Regions from separate parts of the Mus musculus genome. Here region 2 is linked to region 1. Evidence: chromatin contacts called from public HiCAR-type data. All regions are on one chromosome and are shown on one strand. The core of a region is the stretch at or near the end of the contact, and the rest is flanking DNA. Distances in the headings are between cores, read along the strand shown. Region 1 holds the start of Ipo13 (importin 13). Region 2 holds the start of Svbp (small vasohibin binding protein).

Region 1 (3,254 bases), core at 311-2,810:
TTTGTTAGGTAAACAAGCCTCAAGAACAACAAATGTTTTTCTATGACTGCCCCTTGCTATCCAGTAGGATACCCCTACCTCTCGGATCATCCTTGGGAGTATTGGGGGTGGGGCGGGTGCATTCCTGCATTCCAGGCTGCTGGGAGAAGAATAGAATAGAAAAAGATGGCCTGGGCAATGGAGAAGTCTGGAAGGAGGCCATGGCAGAAAGCCATGTGGGCAGGTAAGGAAGGAAGGGCCCTGTAAAGTTGCCAGCAGAGCCAAGCCCCTTGGACCCAGCACAAAACAAGAGAGCCAGGCACACTCCTGCCTGTCCAGGACCGGTTTGACTTCCATCCAATAAGGAAAAGACCCTTTCTGAAGATAAATGAACATATAACTCAGACGGGTTTAGCTCCAGATATCTTTGTGAGCCTTTGACTGAAAAAAAGTGAGTCGGGTCCAGGATCATTCAGCATCCGTGTGGTTTCTAACGTGGGGGTGGGGGTGGCTGAGTGGCAGGTCTTGTGAGTTTCTGGTTCCCTCCAGAACTCCGCCTGCTTTTCTCCTGGATCTGGGCAGGAGCCGATTTGGTTATAAGTCTAAACCCTTCAGCACCCTACAGGGAACAACCTAAGATCCTAGAGTATCTATCCGAAAGGGGACCTGTGTCTACAGAAAGCCCAAAATAGCCCATTAGGCACTGCAACACTGCTGTCCAAGCCGGCTGCCCAAGAGAGATGGTAAATACCAGGTGCTCTGGGGGCATCATCCCAGCGGGCACTGAGCCCGCGTCTGAGCTTTGGCATTAGTGTCAGTCCCCAGAACTTCTGCTCTGTCACTGGAGTGCCCACCCCAAGGCCCTCATACCTTCTCCACGTTCTCCACAGTGAAGTCCAAGGCTGGTGCTGCTCCAGCCCCTGCAGCCCCCAGCTGCTCCTCCCGCCGCTCCATCTTTGCTCCCTGCCTGGCAGGGAGGTGGACCCTGATCTCTTTCTTGCCCCAGCCCTTTGGCTGTCGGCCCCCTGCTAGACCCCGGCTTGAGTACCCGGGAGGTGGTGGGATGAGGGGATGCCCAGGGCGGGCATGGCTGCCGAGGCCTGCCCACCTCGTTTGGAGGGGGAGTGGGTTGCAGAGGTCAAAAGATGTGCTCTTCGGAAAGGGACCCGCTAAGGCGGCTCCCAGAAGGGAGGCGTCCGTGAGGTACTCCCAGACAAGGGTCCTAGTGGGAGGTCACAGCTCTGTCCCTTGAATCAAAAGTCATAGGGGAGGGAGGCCTATAGGGGAAACAGAGGCCCTGGCCCGTGAGGGGTCACAGAATCAACGGCCTGTACCCATAACACCCCAGTCTGGACGAGCTTCTAGATGCTATGAGGTCAGGGGGGCTGGGAGATCACCCGGGAGAGAGCCCTTCGCGAGATACGGAGACGTCCAAGGAAGCACGGGATTGCAGTTTCGTGAGTCTGGGGCAGAGTCGGTAGAGTTGGGGGACTGAGATAGGTCCCCTCCGTTCGCCTGGCCCGCGATCTGTTCGCCTCCCGGCGTTGGCCCCGCTACGGTCGCTGCCTCCGCCCCAGTGACTGACAGACAGGCCGGCCCGGCCGGGACGGGGCGGGGACCTCAGCAAGACTCGGGCTGTCCCGAGCGCCTGTCGCCAGTACCACCAACTTAGGCCCCCACCCACGCTTGTCCTGGCCCGGCACGGCCAAGCACATCGAGACACGGCACGGCGGAACTACGCGGAAACTCATTCCGGGTCTTTGGCCCTGTCCTCGTGCTAGCTCGCGCGCCCCCGAACAGGCGACGGAACGGCACACCGCCAGGGGCCCCTGCCTGAAGCAAGGACCCGCCTCTATGCACCCTGGGAAATGTAGTTTTCGTCGGACCGGAAGGTGGCTCCTGAGGAGGGAGGCTTGGAGCACGTGGGTTGGGGGTCCTATGGAACCCTATCCTATTCTCGGCTTAGGGCAGAGGACCATCTTGCTCAGTCACATTGCCTAGGAGTGCAACTCTTGCGAAGACGTGATTCATGGGGCCTTTGGGTGGAGTTGGAAGCCAAGAATGGAGGGGAGAGGGTCACGTTTGGTCGGCGCTCAGGCACAGGGAACTGGTTGTGTTGGTGACCATCAGCACCCGCTAAAGAAGAGGAAAGATAGGAGTTACTTGGTGCCCCACAATTAAAAAAAAAAAAAAAAGCACTGTGGATCTGCTCGGGAGCAACCGGGAAATCATATTATTCTGCGCGCGCGCGTGTATGTGTGTGTGAAACGAGGAGGAGAAGGGAAATCGTTAAGGTTTTCATTATGTTTCAAGTAAGAATAGCTCATGGCTTTACCTTAGGTTTTGTTCTCTCTCTATTCTGCTGTGGCGGGTTGGTTTGTTTTGAGATGGAGTCTCTTGCCTTGGGGTGGGGAGTGTACCTCTTTAATCCCAGCACTCCCGGGATTACAGGAGTGTGCCACCAAGATGGGTGTCTGAAGTGCTGTGCCTCCCGCGCACCCTGTCAACTGAACCACATCCTCCACCTTCTTTGTTTTCAAGCGGGGATCTCACTATGTAGCCCGGGCTTGAGTGGGTATTTTTATTCATTGTCTTCAGCTAAAATGGGGAAATTGAGGTTGGAGGAAGGCAAGCCCTGCTCCCAGCAGGCACTTCCTCTCCATGCTCAACTTTTTCTTTCCTTGACTCCTGTCAGCAGGAAAGGAAATGATTTCAAACAGAAGGATCTTTCTTTTTCTTTTCTTTTCTTTTTTTCCAAGACAGGGTTTCTCTGTGAGGCCCTGGCTATCTTGAAACTCTGTAGACCAGGCTGGCTTCCAGCTCACCGAAACCCACTTGTGTCTGCTTCCAAAGTGCTAGAATTAAAGTTATGTACCACCATGCCCAGCCTAAAACTTTTTTTTTTTAGATAAATTATATTAAGCTCAATTTGGGCTTACTATATGGCTTCTCTCTCCTTATTGACTAAACTCTTCCCAACACAGCCTTCTAGCAGTAGCAAAGTTGGGTAAGAATAAGAAGGGCTGGCATACCGTCAGGAGGAGCAGCAATTTTGTAAACCTGGGGAGGAAACAGATTAAGACAAGAGCTGGAGTCACTATACAGGGCTTTACATGTGTCCCACCACACCAGGTGACACTTGTGCTCTAAGGGAGGAAGCTGGCTCTGGAAGTAGCTGCTGAGGCCAGAGAAGGTCGAAGAAACTTGACAAGATCTTGACGAATCCTCAAAGCCTGGGAAGGAGAAGGACTCACTTGGCTGCTAGAGGAAGTCCA
Region 2 (3,254 bases), core at 301-2,800, 1.3 Mb after region 1:
GACAGAGAGACTAAAAAGCAGGTCTGAATGTGTCTCCAGAGGCCAGTGTCTTCTAAACCCTGTCTAAAATGCTTGTTTAGCACTTACTAGCTGGGTAATCTTGGACTTAACTTTTCCATGCCTGTTCCTGTTTAGAAATCATATTGGTACACATATCTTTATGAGGAACAGGGGACTTAATAATGCAATGGCCTCAGAGTATTGCCTAGAACAGAGGAAGCCCCAAGGGAAGCAGTTATTGTTATTTCTCAGGCTCTTCTCCTCCTTGGCACCTTTCTTGCTAACATAACAAATGAAAATGATAGCTAGAAATTTTAGTTTACACCCTTTTGATTATCCGTGGGGCTGTTTCTCTCCCTCCTTCTCCCTCTACTTCCACCTCTCACACTCTGTGTGTGTGTGTGTGTGTGTGTGTGTGTGTGTTGGCTGATATACTTCTGATTCCTGTGGTGGTTTGAACATGTTTGACTCAGGGAGTGGCACTACTAGGAGATGTGGCCTTGTTGAAGGAAGTGTGTCACTGTGGGGTTGGGGTTCGAGACTATTCTCCTAGCCACGTGGGAGACAGTCTTTTCCTATTTGCCTTCAGAACAAGATGTAGAAAAATGGCTCAGTGGTTAAGAGCACTTGTTGCTCTTGCAGAGGATCTGGTTTTGGTCCCAGCACCCACAACTGCCACAAATGGCAGCTCACAACTGTCTTTAATATCAGTTCCAGGGGATTCTATATCCTCTTCTGGCCTCCAGCACCATGCCTGCCTGCACACTGCCATGCTTCCTGCTATGATGCTAATGGACTGAACCTCAAGACCTGTAAGCCAGCCCCAATTAAATGTTGTCCTTTATAAGAGTTGCTTTCGTCATGGTGTCTTTTCACAGCAATGGAAAACCTAACTGATACAATTTCTGTCCGGCTGAGGGTATAGCTCAGTAATAGAAGGCTTTGCCTAGCACATGCTCTGGGCCCTGAATTTGTTTTGTTTTGTTGAGACAGAGTCTCACTGTGTAGCTTTGGCTGGCCTGGAACTCATTATGTAGACCAGGCTGGCCTCCAACTCATAGAGATGTTTGTGCTTCCCCTTCTCAGTGCTAGGATTAAAGATGTGCACCACCAAACTGGGCTAGGGGCCCTGTATTGATAGATAGATAGATAGATAGATAGATAGATAGATAGATAGATAGATAGATAGATAGATAGATAGATAGACAGATCATTTTTTTCAAAGCTTTCAAAGCATTGTGGTAAACAGGATTCCATTTGATCCTCCTTATAGATCTATAAATCAGGAAGGAAGCAATCAGCAGTCCTGACTTTCTTGATTTAGAACCTGATGCTCAGAATTCCAGTGCTAGCCAATTTCAACCACAGGAATCAGATTCTGCCTTTCAAAGCCTTGCAGTTGTCCCAGAAACTAGAAGCCCGGAAAAGCTTTGGTTACTTGTAAGAATGTCCCTGCCCCAGGCCCCGCCCTCCAGCCCCAGGCCCCGCCCTACTCGCCTCCGATCCCGCCCCTCCCGCTCCGGCCACGCCCAGGTGTGCTCGCTGCGCGGGCGCAGTGGCTCCTGCGGGAGGGGCACCTCAGGCCGCGGCCCCGCCCTCCCCGGCGCGCCCCGCCCAGTCCAAGGGCAGCGGGCTGGGCGCTGCGGTCCCGCGGAAGGGGGGAGCTAGGGTGAACCCCGCGTGGGGGCTTGTCTACGACGTGGCGGAGGCCGTGAGCCCGAGGCCGGGTAAGGAAGCGCACGGACCCCCGAGCCGCCATCTTGCTACGGAGGGGCCGGGCGGGCGAGCGGGCGGGCGGGGCTGGCAGAGGGGGCTGCCGCGGACCGAGTGGCTCGCCCCTCGGCCTCTGAGACCCGGCCCTACCGTACGCCCCCGGGTTGGAGCTGCTTTCTCGGGCCTTCTCATCTGCTGCTCACCCGGGGTTGGTAGGGAAATGGCCAGGAAATGACTACTGTCCCATTGTGCAGGAAACTGAGACTCAGAAGTGAGGAGACTCGACTAGGAACGCACAGCAAGGTGCTGGCAGTGGGACTCCAGGGCACCCTGCCTCACCTGCCAAGCTAGGGAGTTGGGAGAAAGGACTAGCAAGCGGTTCTCTTTTTGTACCATCAGGTCAGAGCTAACCAAGAAGCATTCAGAAGCCAAACCATGGATCCACCTGCCCGGAAAGAAAAATCCAAAGTTAAAGAACCAGCCTTCAGAGTGGAGAAGGCTAAGCAGAAATCTGCCCAGCAGGAGCTGAAGCAAAGACAGAGAGCAGAGGTGAGATGAAGGAGGGAGCTCTGTATGCCTGAGCGAGCTGGAGAGGGTGCTGGAAGAAAAAAAAAAAAAAAAAAAAACCAGCAGAGGAAACTTTACTAGGGGTCCCTGCTTGTCCCAGGCATTGGTCCCCCCAGAGGGAGAGAGTCCAGCCAGGTCCCAAACGGTGAAGCGGAAGCCCAGAGTCACATACCAAGTTAGTGTCAGAATCCCAAGCTGGACCGGGTCTCCAGTTGCCTCCTGGCGCAAAGCTTTTGTGTTAGTGATCTGAGGAATGCATGAAAAGAGAAGAGGGTAGCTATGGGTGGGAGAGGGATCAGGGTGGGAGGAGAAAATGAACAAATGAATGAAGGAGAATGCTTGAAGTGCCAGTGTGACCCGTGACCCGGTACACATGGGCATTTGGTGCAGAGAGTATCTAGTTGGTGAGCGGGATGGAAAAAGCCCTCACTGGAGAAGCCTGACAACCTGAGAATCCATACATATGCGGAAGAAGAGAAGGTCTACATAAAACTGACCTCCACACTTGCTGTGGCACACACACACACACACCACCACCACCACCACCACCACCACCACAGCTACAGCAACAGCAGATTTAAGTGTCTGCTCATGACCGTGTAAAGGCCCAAGCTATGAGCCCACCAGTGTGCTTCTTTGTTCTCTCAACACTTAACAATCATTTAAAGATAAAAGGCTTTAAAATGTTTACATGGCTAAGGAACCACATCCAGACACGAGTATTTTAATATCCAGTATTAGGGAAACGCTTGCTGGTCTTTTCTGCCTCTTTGTTGTGTGTGCTTGTGAGGACATTTAAAGTACAGGAGACACCTGCATATTCAGCTTCTCAGACTGGTAGTGGTTAGTAGTAGTATCGCATTTTCCTAGAATTTTCCTAAGATAAATAAAGCCACATAGAAATGTGACATCTCCTTTGACTGTTTGTCCTATACCTCTTCTCCCTCTCTGTGGCTAAGCCCTTTTGTTTAATG

Evidence for each region. HiCAR-type assays count read pairs that join an accessible place to other places.
Region 2: a contact with region 1 is called in a HiCAR-type map of astrocytes, with 4 times the contacts expected there. The contact joins the promoter of Svbp here to the promoter of Ipo13 in region 1. A contact is called at or near these places in 2 of 39 promoter capture datasets (hippocampal neurons and pre-B cells) and 2 of 115 datasets of contacts at active chromatin or transcription factors (astrocytes and embryonic stem cells).

Annotation. Positions count from the first base shown.
Region 1 is chr4:117,913,439-117,916,692 of GRCm38.p6, forward strand. It overlaps Ipo13 (importin 13), which reads right to left and starts at 1,561. Exons shown (of 20, transcript NM_146152.3): 1 at 850-1,561. The coding sequence starts at 933.
Region 2 is chr4:119,193,760-119,197,013 of GRCm38.p6, forward strand. It overlaps Svbp (small vasohibin binding protein), which reads left to right and starts at 1,551. Exons shown (of 3, transcript NM_024462.2): 1 at 1,551-1,727; 2 at 2,113-2,262. The coding sequence starts at 2,149.